Regions from separate parts of the Mus musculus genome. Here region 2 is linked to region 1. Evidence: chromatin contacts called from public ChIA-PET data. All regions are on one chromosome and are shown on one strand. The core of a region is the stretch at or near the end of the contact, and the rest is flanking DNA. Distances in the headings are between cores, read along the strand shown. Region 1 has its middle 9.4 kb from the start of Tor1b. Region 2 overlaps Ncs1 (neuronal calcium sensor 1).

Evidence for each region. ChIA-PET counts read pairs in DNA pulled down with a chosen protein or histone mark.
Region 2: a contact with region 1 is called in an RNA polymerase II ChIA-PET map of memory CD8 T cells, with 8 read pairs. The contact joins two enhancer-like sites. A contact is called at or near these places in 1 of 484 Hi-C or Micro-C datasets (CD4 T cells) and 3 of 115 datasets of contacts at active chromatin or transcription factors (embryonic stem cells, memory CD8 T cells and pancreatic cancer cells).

Annotation. Positions count from the first base shown.
Region 1 is chr2:30,940,596-30,946,512 of GRCm38.p6, reverse strand. No RefSeq gene overlaps it. Among named protein-coding and RNA genes, the nearest start is that of Tor1b, 9.4 kb to the left of the region's middle. Within about 2 kb of position 3,637, at least 113 of the 459 cell types and tissues checked have an H3K27ac peak or open chromatin away from gene starts, as enhancers often do. A contact at or near this core is called in memory CD8 T cells, where this site is marked.
Region 2 is chr2:31,253,139-31,259,498 of GRCm38.p6, reverse strand. All of the region lies in intron 1 of Ncs1 (neuronal calcium sensor 1), which reads right to left. Among named protein-coding and RNA genes, the nearest start is that of Ncs1, 10 kb to the right of the region's middle. Within about 2 kb of position 2,723, at least 241 of the 459 cell types and tissues checked have an H3K27ac peak or open chromatin away from gene starts, as enhancers often do. A contact at or near this core is called in memory CD8 T cells, where this site is marked.

The sequences.
Region 1 (5,917 bases), core at 2,388-4,887:
AGCTGGCTCAGCAGTTAAGGGATTATGCTGCTTTTGCAGAGGGCACATTTAGTTCCCAGCACCCACGTCAGGCAGCTCACAGCCACCTGTAGTTCCAGCTTTAGGGAAGTCAATACCTCTGACTGCTAAAGGAACCTGCACTTATGTACACACACACACACACACACACACACACACGACCAAGTCAGCTCAGTTAGTCAACAGGTTCTCCAGGTCAGGAGCGAGTATTAAAAGAAAAAAAAAAAAAAAAAAAGACAATTAGACAACATTATAACATGACCCCAGCCAGTTCTGAGGCTAAAGCAAGTTTATTTTTTTCCAGTCTGCTTTTATACCACTTTAAGTACATGAAAAATGATAATATCAGTTCTGGGTCAAGGAACAAGTAAGGCAATAAACAAAATCCCGAAAGCACCTTTCCATGGACTAGTCAGGATTACCAAGAGGAAAGGAAAGCCACACAGGCCTCTGCTGAGGCCGCTCTGAGCTTTGCATTAACTCAAATGTAAATGTTCTTTAATCTAGGCCTATTCCCTGAGTCCTAGCCCAAAGTCAGATTCATGCCTTCTTCTGTCCTGAAAGGACAGAATTCCTGTCAAGTATCTAGAAGCAAGTGGCCCCAAAGAGCTCTCCACACACACACATACATACACATAACTAGAAATCTAAGCATAAAGACACATTTCTTAAAATTCTAACCATCTGGGGCTAGAAAGATGGCTCAGCAGTTAAGAGCATTAACTGCTCTTCCAGAGACCTGAGTTCAATTCCCAGCAACCACATGGTGGCTCACAACCATCTATAATGGGATCCGATGCCCTCTTCAGACCTGTAGGTATACACATGCAGGCAGATCATTGTATACATAATAAATGAATAAACCTAAAAACAAAAACAAAAAGACAACAACTAACCATTTGACAACTAACAATAATTAATTTAACATTTATGACGTGTTACTGTTGCTTGTGGGCAATTGTATGCTAAAAACAATTCCCAGCCAGGCGTGGTGGCACACACCTTTAATCCCAGCACTCAGGAGGCAGAGGCAGGCGGATTTCTGAGTTCGAGGCCAGCCTGCTCTACAAAGTGAGTTCCAGGACAGCCAGCTATACAGAGAAACCCTGTCTCAGAAAACCAAACCAAACCAAACCAAACCAATTCCCAAAATACATTTTAACACTGATAGCTCTGTGGTCACCAGGAAAAAAGTATATAGTAAATTTTAGAGTGTGCCTGTAATCCTACCATGTAAGAGGCAGTAGGAGGATGGCCAAAAGTTCAAGGCAAGCCTGACCTATACGCTAAGTGCTAGGACAGTCTGGATTACAGATTTTTGTTTGTTTTATGACAGGGTCTCACTATGCAGCTCTTGCTATCCTGGAACTCACTATGTAGACCAGGCTGGCCTGGAACTCACAGAGATCTGCTTCTGCCTCTGGAGTGCTGGGATTAAAGGTGTACACCAGCATTCCCAGTTCATCTGGGCTACAAACAGACCCTATCTCTAAAAAATAAAACCCAGCCGGCATGGCAGCAGGTCCCTTTGATCCCAGCACTTAGAGAGGCAGAGGTAGACAAGATCTCAGTGAGTTCCAGGTCATCCTGGTCTACATATCAAGTCCTAGGGCTACATAGCGAGACTCTGTCTCAACAAACAAACTCATCAGGCAAGATCTGAATTTAACCCCTGGGCCCCATGGTGGGAGTCCAGTGTCCATGAGTTGTTCCTCCCCTTCCATGTCTCCACCATGGCAGGCTCTCTAACGCACACACTAGAGTAAAACTAATGAAAACAAAATTCCCCACAGTCTGTAAATGTGTGGGGTCTGAGGATACAGTTCAGTTGGTAGCAAGCTTTCTTAGCATCCAATAAACCCTGGGTTCAATCCCAGCACCACACAAAATTGCACATGGTGGGGCTGGTGAGATGGCTCAGTGGTTAAGAGCGCCGACGGCTCTTCTGAAGGTCCCGAGTTCAAATCCCAGCAACCACATGGTGGCTCACAACCATCCGTAACGAAATCTGATGCCCTCTTCTGGAGTATCTGAGGACAGCTACAGTGTACTCACACATAATAAATAAATAAATAAATAAATAAATAAATAAATAAATAAATAAATTGCACACGGTGACACATGTCTGTAATCCCAGGACTTTGGAGGCTGAGACAGGAGAATCATCTTGATACACAGTGATCTGGAGGCTAACAAATCTGAAATTTGGGCTTGGAGGTAGAACTCAGATCTTCTGAACAAATGAACCCACAGTCTGTGTGACTCTGTAGCCCAAGCTGGTCCTGAACTTATAGTTCTCCCACTTCTGCTTCTCGAGGAGCTGGGATTCTAGGCTTGCGCTCTCTGTGTGAGCGTGTTCATGTGGACCGACATATATGCACAAGTATGTAGAGGCCAGAAGACAACACTGTGGTCATTCTTCAGGGAGCATTTGTTTCCATGTGTGTATGCATGCCTGTATGTGTACATGTGTGTTCACATATGAGCAAGTGCTATGTGAGCCGGAGATGGACATCATACATCCTCCATGGTCTCTCTCCACTTTATAATCTGAGACACAGTCTTCGTCTGAACCCGGAGCTCGCCATTCCTCTAGACTGGCTGGTCAGCAGGCATCAGGGATCTGCCTGTCTCCAGCTCCCAGTGCTGAGATCACAGACACAGGCCACCGACACTGGTTTTTACACAGGTAACAGAACATCTTCCCGATCCCTACCTTGTTATTTGAGATAAGGTCTCTCTCGGGCCTGGAGCTCAAGGGTTAGGATAGGCTGGAGCCCCAGGATTCACCTGTCTCCACCTCCTCAGAACTAGGGTTACATAGGTTACTATGTTCTGCTTTTAGACAGGGTCTCACTGTGTGGCCACGGGTAACCCCAGATTCACAGAGATCCACCTGCTTCTGTGTCCCACATATTTAAAAGCTTGTACCACCACCATGCCTGGCTTTACAATCTGCTTTTTGTTTGATTGTTTTGTTTATTTGAGACAGGGTTTCTCTGTGTAGCCCTGGCTGTCCTGGAACTCTCTCTATAGACCAGGCTGGCCTCGAACTCACAGAGATCCACCTGCCTCTGCCTCTGGAGCGCTGGGATTAAAGGCATGTGCCAACAGTGCCAGGTGATCCTCTGCTTTTCATGTGGATGCTGAAACAACTCATATTGTTATGCTTGTATGCTATGCTCTGTACCTTCTGCTACATGTCCCCAGCCCCGCCCCCCTGCTCCCTGGCTCCATTTTCAGGCAGTATGTTTTGTTGCCATGAGTTTCCCAATGGTGTATGGCAAGCTTCTTTCTTATCGTCCTTGGCTCTCTTTGTTACATTTCCTACCGTGGTTCTCCTGAAGCACGGCCTACAGTGTTTCTGTTGTTACTCCAGTGACATTCCGAGGGACTTCTGGGGGCCTTCATAAATTAAAAGGAACAACAATGACAAAGTCCTGGAAGGCGACTCTGCTTTGGACTGGACTCTACATTTGGTTTGGACGCTAGCTGAGAATTTTCAGGACCAGAGACAGCGCTCCGTGGTCCTCACCTGTTTGCCAGGAGAGCAGGGGACGTGAGGATGCTGAGAAGACCCACGCACTTCTACCAAACGAACACTAGAGGGCAGCGAGCTGCAGGTCTGCAGCCTCACAGATGGCTCTCAATTCCCGTTCGCTCTTGTTTGAACACTGGGGATGGACTGGGTGTAGGGGTGTGGCAGAAGCCCTGCTATAACTTCTAGGAAGGACGCATGAGTGTTTTACAAAAGCTCTTTATGGCAAGGCCCTTGGAGATCCCTGTCTACTGGGCAAGGCGCTGTGGAAACAAACGATACTGCGGACGCGTGCTCAGGCCCTCCTGGTTTTTACCACTTTTAGTTTCGTTTTGTTCAGTCATGATTATGGCTGAGTTTATGAGGAATCTAGAGTGTTTTTTTCTTTTCTTTCTCTCTTCTTCTTCTTCTTCTTCTTCTTCTTCTTCTTCGTCTTGTTTTTTGTTTGTTTGTTTTTTTCGAGACAGGGTTTCTCTGTATAGCCCTGGCTGTCCTGGAACTTACTCTGTAGACCAGGCTGGCCTCGAACTCAGAAATCCGCCTCCCTCTGCCTCCCAAGTGCTGGGATTAAAGGCATGCCCCACCACGCCCGGCCCAAGTGTTTCTTTCTTGGAACACAGAAACCGGTTCTCCTGGCTCCCCCTGGCTGCCTCTGCAGTCACCTGGAAAAAGCAGAAGGAAGTATTAAGGTTAATGGCCCTTACTTGACTGTTTTCTTTTATAAAAGAGATAACTACATTCCAAGAACTTAGGAGATGGCTTTGAGAACGTATGAAACATATAAGGAAGAAATAAAGGGCATAGAAGGTCAGACATCCCTCCAGTGCCAAAAAATTGACAAAGGAATCTAAATCTCGCAGTCCCTTTGGAGGTAAGAGTAGAAACTGCCAGGAGGAACAGAAACTTGGTCCCAGCAGTTAAGAGCCTGGTATCAATCTTACCATTCTGGGAAATGTATTTAAAAAAAGAACAGGACCATATTGTAAAACTACTGCTTACATAAAAGTAATACACAGACTATTTAGCAATTATTAGACTTATACCTGGAAAATATTATTTTAGGTGTGGTATCATCTCCTCTGCTGACTTCAAAAATGTAAAAGTGCCATGCTGTCAAAGACTATGGGGCTTGAATGTCTCTTATTTTGTAACCACGTGTCTCCTGACAGTCTAGAAACAGTTCAAATAGGGTGTGTGCCTAGTTAGATAAGTTCATTTGGCTTAGATACGAGCTAAAGGCTAATTAATAAATGCTTAGATATAGGGTAAAGGTCAATTAATGACTACAAGGGAGAGGGGAAGAGGAAAAGAAACTAAAATGGGGGCTGGAGAGACTGCTCAGCGGTTAAGAGCACCGACTACTCTTCCGAAGGTCCTGAGTTCAAATCCCAGCAACCACATAGTGGCTCACAACCATCTGTAACAAGATCTGACTCCCTCTTCTGGAGTGTCTGAAGACAGCTACAGTGTACTTAGATATAATAAATAAGTAAATTTTTTAAAAAGAAACTAAAATGGGTACATGTTTATTGATATAATGTTATGGGCAGCAGGGGGGGGGGGGCGAACGTGTTCTACCCCACTCTATTCCATTTAGCTCCTAAATAAAAGACATAGAAATCTGGTATTTTATTACAAACTGCTTGCACTGGGCTGGGCTGGTTCTGAGCTAGTCTAACCTACATCTCAGTCATAGGCCCCTTGTTACTTGCAGTTTGAGACTTGCCTGGCTTGCTCTGTTCCACGTGTGCCCTCAGGGCAAGCTTCTCTTGGTCATGTGCTCATATTCTATCTTGCCTTTAGGTAACTTACTTTCTTCTCCCCATGGTACCTATTTATTTATTTACTTATTTATTTATTTAATATATGAGTACTCTACCTGCATGTACACCTGTGTGCCAGAAGAGAGCATCAGATCCCATTACAGATGGTTGTGGGGCACCATGTGGTTGCTGGGAATTGAACGCAGGATCTCTGGAAGAGTAGCCAGTGTTTTGTTTTATTTTTTATTTTTTCAAGATTTATTTATTATTATATCTAAGTACACTGTAGCTGTTTCAGATGCCAGAAGAGGGCGTCAGATCTCATTACGGATGGTTGTGAGCCACCATGTGGTTGCTGGGAATTGAACTCAGGACCTTAGGAAGTGCTCTTAACCACTGAGCCATCTCTCCAGCCCCACTCTTGTTTTTATTTAAGGGATGGAGCGATAGCTCATGTACTTTCCCGGAGAGCTCCTGGATTTAACCTTCAGTTCCCACAGTGGGTGTCTCACAACCACCCACAGCTCTGGCTCCAGGGTTTCCAACACCCCTGGCCTCTCTGGGTGCCTACACTCCCATGCACTGTGCACACAAGTTA
Region 2 (6,360 bases), core at 1,474-3,973, 310 kb before region 1:
GTCAGTCACGGTTGGGAATGTCACAGCCTGTGGAGCCCAGAACAGGATTGGGGAAAGGGTGATGAGGGATCCCTAATGAGACCCATCTCCCCCAAAGAAGGGTGCAATGCCCTACTGAGAGGATAACTAGCTGAACTGGCAGGGACCATGCTGGAGTGAAGTAGCCCCGCCTTCAGCTAGCCCCTCCCACTCCTCCCCTCCCGATCCATGCAGCGACCCTGCTCCAGAAACCCATCGGCAGACGCTGAGGTCTAGCTCCAGCAGAGACCCTGGAAAGTTCTGGCCATGAATTCCCGGGCGTCAGGCCAGGAGGACTGAAATACATAACAGCTCTAAGCAAATATGCTCTAGTGCTGCTTCTGGAGCTGGCCCTTTAAGAGCCAGGGTAGGGGCGTGGCCCTGATCTCCAAGGAGGAGGCACCCCAGTGACTCACCGCTGAGCTAGTGGTTCCGAGGTACTGGAGGACCCCAAACTGGCTGGGCAGGAGGGTGGCTGCTGTCAGTCACCCGTCAAAGTGACAGGTGCAGATGGGCAGATAGAAGCTTGCAGCACCAAGTCAGGCTGTGACCTTGACCACTGCACTCGCTGCTGCCTTCATCTTCTAGGTCTATAGAGTATTCCCAGCCACTTACGGCCTGTTTCCCAAGCCGCTTCTCTGTGGGGGCTGGGAGAGGACACGGACTTCAGGGGGTTAGCCACTGCACACCAATCTCGGCAGGCACCTACTGGAACAGATGCCTCCTGTCCTTCGTGGACGTGAACCTGAAGCTTAGGAAGCTAGCGTGCGCTTGCCCAGTGCGCACAAGGTCCTAGAATAGGTCCCAGCGCCTCACAGACCAGGAGTGGTAGTGCCACTGCTGAAGGTGGAGGCATGAGGTTCAAGGCTATCCTCAGCTACACAGGGAGTTTGAAGCCAACCTGGGCTACATGAGATGCTGTCAAGAAAAGAAGGAAGGAGAGAGGGGAGAAGGGAAGGAAGGACAGAGGAAAGGGGGCTGGGGAGATGGCCCAATGGGTAAAATGTCTGCTCTGAAATGATGAGGGACTGAGTTGAGATCCCCAGCATCCCAGGACAGAGTGTGGTGGGTGGGAGGGGGGAGAAGAGGCAGGGACCCTTGGCCAGTCTAGCCAATGGTGAGCTCCAGGCTCAGTGACAGATCTGTTCAAGAAATCAGGTAGAAAGCAGTTGAGAAAACACCCAGCCTGTGTCTATGTCTTCCATATGTGTATGCATGCACGTGTGAGCGCACACACTCGCACACACACACACACACACACACACACACACACACATATACATGAATGCATGTATTGATGCATGTGTGCACTCATAGCTAGGCCTATCTCTAACCTGGCAGCTCTCCTCCTTTCCTGTCCAGCTTAGCATGCTTGGTGGGCCCAGCACAGGACTGCTGTCACCAGCATCATCTTCCTCCTAGACCACGTCCAGGACACAGGTCCTGAGAGTAACCCTGTCCTGACACTGGTATCAGGCGAAGCTGCTGGCCCAAATCTCCTCTACCCTGACCTCCTCCTGCCTCCATCAGGGAAGGAGTACACAAGATGCTAAGCTGACATGCCACTTAAGCCCTCCCACAGGTGCCTATGCTGCATACATACGTCCCCCATTGTACCAACAGCTTGTCTTGACATTTAAACTGGCCTCACTTCTGTTTCTCCACCACATTATGGATGCCGTATAAGCCAGAGAACCAACAGTCCATGTTCCCTTGTGTCAGTACCACAGGGTAAACTGAGGCAGGTAGCCTAAAACCACTTTCTCAACCAGGAAATGAGAACTAAAGGGGCAGCCAGAGGAACCCTTTAGCCAGTTGGGGCTCCCCTGGACTCTCTGTTTCTCTCCCAAAGCTGCAGGGCATCCTTCCCAGAATGCCCTAGGGCACTGTCAGAGCTGCCCTCAGCTTCTCCAGTCCAGGGAGACAGGCATCCCAGCCAGAGCCCCTAAAGCAGGAGCCTCTATATTGTGATGGCTGCTGCTACTTATAATTAAGATCATGTTCCTCTTGAGCCCAGCAAGGGCCCCATGACAAGCAGTGTGAAGACAATGGTCACCCTGCCTGGTTGGATGTGTAGACTACAGAGCTCCAGAGGGTTCAGGGACCATGGCAAGAGGCCCAGTGCCCAGGAGCGCAGGCTTCGAGCAGCCCAGCTCCCTGTTTGCACAGTGCACACCATGTATTTTTGAACAGAAGGAAAGCATTCGCCTCCCCCCACAGTGCCAAAAATAGCCCCGTCTCCTGCTCTGAAGGGAAGCTTTGGTTCCTACCAAGAGGCAGGTGCGGGAGGGCAGGAAGGAGGGATGAGGGCTGCCACCTCAGACCCAACCTGTCCCCCCTGCAAGCCACAGAAATTGACAGAAGACCCCCGACTCAGGAGTCCTAGAAAAAGGGATCAAGTTTAATGCCAGGTAGAGAAGCAGGCTCAGGATGGGTTAGAAGAAGCCTGGAGCATCCATTAGCTATTTACTTCTGTCCTGGCTTTCCTATTCATCTTGACAAATGTGTTTGGGGTGCCAGTGGGGAGTAGGGATGGGGGTGAGGCTGGGGAGCAGACCAGAGCAGGGAGCCCTGCAGAGAGCCCCAGCTTCAGCCTCACAGCCCACAGCTGAGTGTGTAGGGGGGGAAGAGGGTTATACACATTGCCTCTACCGCATCCAAGAGACACTGGCAGGGAGCCGCCTCTGGGTGGCGTGTAGTCAGCCTTCTCTGAGCATCCGGAGTTCAGAGTTCAGCCACCCACGCTGTAGCGAGCCTGCAAGGGGTGTGGCTCTCTCCACGGATGTGTGAAGCAGTAAGAGAGAGAGAGGCAGGCCCCTCGCCAGTGTTTCTCACACTTGCTTTGCTTGCTCTGTCTAACCCTCTGGGCAGGTTCCCTCACTTTGCCCATTTTACAGATAGCTCCCGGGCTAGTGTGTATGTTGGGGGGCAAGCTGACATGCCAGAAGGGAGTCGGGAGGATTTGAAGCTAGCCTTGGGGGCAGGAAGTCCCTGAGCTGCAGTTCCCCGAGGCAGACGACAGCAGACAGGCCTCAGGACTCCATGCCCCTCCCTCCCTGAGATGCTCAGAGGAGGCTGAGGGGCCAAGGAAGTAATTACAGGGCCTGTGTGTACTTCCAAGTCAGAACCGCTTTCTGGTTCCCACGGCAACTTCTTGGTTAAAATAATAATAATAAAGCTGGAAAAAGAGGCCACTGTTTGTCCCCAAAAGGCCAGAGCTGTGGGGGACCCGGGCAGCTGTGGGGGACGCGGACAGCTGTGGCCCCAGACTAGGGTGAGAGATCAGCACCCTATGCTGAGAACTGGAGCCCAAAATAAGGAGAGGCAAGTGTGCTATTTCTGCCCGGGTTAAACATTCTTGAGAGCCACATTCCTTCACTCCCGGAATCCAGGGCACAGGGGCTCTGAGTCTACCAGTTTCCCGGCCACCTTGGAAAGCCAGGCATGCTGGAGCCAGCCCTGCAGCCTTTCCCAGGCCCCCAACCTGTGCTCCTCGGGCCAGAAGAGCTTCCCCAAGCAGAATAATTGATCTCCCCAGAGTTGATCTATATAACATCACACCAAAAGGAGAGGCAGGAAGGCAGAGACCTTCTAAGAGGGACAGCCAGACACAAGGCCCTGGCTGGACCCTAGCAGTTCCCAGGGACTGCTAGGTAACAGTGCAGACCAGGCCAAGCAAGTGAGCTCAAAGGAAAGGGCCCAGGAAGAAGGGTCTGGAAGTGGGAACAATGGAAGCCACTTTCGCCTACCCATCCCTTAACAACTCTGCTGCACATAGACCAAAAGCCACAAGATATGGTCGAAGCCTCAAGGACTCTCCATTACAGCGACTCTATATATCACCTTGTTCCTGAATCCACATCAAATCCATAAGGACTGGGTCTCCTCCTTTATCCAAAGACACATCGTACGGCAGCCAAGCTGTGTCAAACATCAGGCAGGGGCACAGCAGTCTAGGGCACGCTGGGTGCCACGTCACCCTTGCACATCTCATCCCCAGCCCCAGCCTACCATCAGAGCAGGAACAGGGGTCTGGGGAGACAGCTCAGCCACTATAGTGTCTGCTATAGGATCTGACAGCCACACCTGTGTAAAATCCAGGTGTGGCAAAGCTTTCGACTGCAGCTGAGGAGACAGGCAGGCAGGCAGGCAGGACATAGAGCTCTCTGGCCAGCCTGCCTAGCCAATCAGCAAAGCTCCCAGCTCAGTGAGAGACTCTGACTCAAGAGAAAAGGTGGAGAGCAAAGAGGAAGACCTGATCTCCAGCCTCCACACACAGGTACCCACACTAAGCACACACAAGTGTGCATACACACAAACAGGGGTAGTGCACACACGGTGAAGCTGGGAGTCCTACACCATGGGGGCCCTTCACGAGATCCCAGAGCTAGGCACACTGCCTTCAGCTGTCTCCCTTGGGTTAGGTGGAGGTTGAGCAAGGCCTGAGGGCTGGAGACTGGGATCAACAGTTCCCTGATTACTCCTGACCACACCCACTCCATGCTTCCAATATGATCACCCATGGGGCCTTACCTCTGCCTCCTTAAGGCAGAAAGCCAAGGCAGGAGTTGCCCAAATGCCCATGGGAGGAGGCAAGATATCCTGTTCACCGCCTGGCCTCACCCCCACCCCACAAATCCAGAACACTTGGCCAGTGTCTGATAGTGAGATGGGCGCTCATGACCCTGTGCTCAGAGATCATAGGAGAGTATGCTCATGAGAGAAAGGGCATGGTTTTAGCCACATGGGGATAAGATTAGCCTGAGCCCAAGACTGCTGCTAAATGGTTAAAAGACCTTGGTATGCCCCAGACTGCCTGAGCTTCCTTCCCATGTCCTATAAAATGGGCACCAATCCCGTTCTCAGCCACAGGGGAGCTATACTATGTGACACCACACCCAGTCAATACTCAGGACACCCAGCTTTTGCCTGATACTCCAGTGCCCATTATCATTCCTCCACTCCTTCATGCCCACCAGCAACTGGCCTCTGATGGAAAGGGCAAGGGGGGTTGTTGAGAAGCAGCAGACATATTCCCCAGTTGCAGAGCTGAGACATCCTTTGGCCCATCTGGCCCTTTCCAGCCAGGTACATCTGCATTTACAACCTGCACAGAGTTACTCCCCCAACCCAGACACGATGTGTGTTCCTGCACAGACCAAGATGGCTCACCCACTCCTGACACATGCCACGACCCTGTCACACTCAGAATATGCACACGTGAGTCAGAGCTTGCACACGTGACCCTCAGCCCCTTTCCAGCCTGCACCGCCCACACAGGCTCCCCCACACCCCCACAGAGCATGCTCAGAGCATCCCACCAGTATAGGCTGAGTATTAAACACTCAGGCCCAGGGCTGGATGGGACCAGGCTCAAACTTCAGCTACATCACTTGCCAAACTGTAGCCATAGGCCAGCGTCTACCCCCAAGCTTCCCTGTCTTTATTTATGAAAGAGGGGCCACACAGAGCTGCTTTTAGATGTTCCTGAGCACCAAACACGGCCCTAAGTCACAAGGGCCATGCATCATGTGGGTCTCTCACGGCTACCAGGCTACCACAGACCAGGGGCGCTGAGAAGAGCTGATAAGTTCAATACTACACTATCTCTCTCAACTCCTAGATGGGGACATTGAGACATCAGGAGTCCAGAACAGGGCTTGGGGGTCAAGGGCATTTCCTGCTCTTTCAGAAGACCTGGGCTTGGTTCCCAGTATCCACATGGGGGAGAGGAGGCTCACACCGCTTATGGGTTCAGTTCCAAGGGGTTCAATGCCCTCTTCTGGCCTCTGCCTGCACATGCCTCACATAAGCTCACCCAGGCACACACACACACACACACACACACAAGCCGAACCTCCAATGACAGGCACAGCATGCTCCTCTCAATGGACACTGGGTTTTCTCTGGTAGAGCTACTTAGAACAAAGCATGTCAACAAAGCACTGAAGCAGAAATCTTCAGTGAAGCAGCAAAGACACGCCCACCAAAGCCCAACACAGAGAGCAAAGAAAGAAAGAAAGAAAGGAAGGAAGGAAGGAAGGAAGGAAGGAAGGAAGAAAGAAAGAAAGAAAGAAAGAAAGAAAGAAAGAAAGAAAGAAAGATAGATAGAAAGAAAGAAAGAGAGAAAGACTCCTGCAAAGAGCCTAGGGCCATCCATCCCTCAATGCTTGTAGTGCAGTATGAGGAGAGGTACTGAGAAATCAGGGTATTGAGGGCTGTGCACATAACTCCACCATTGGGAGAGCGCTTGCTTAGCATACACAAAGCCCTGGGTTTCATCCACAGCACTACATAAACAGGGTGGGGTAGGGCTCCCCTCTAATCCCAGCATTTGGGAAG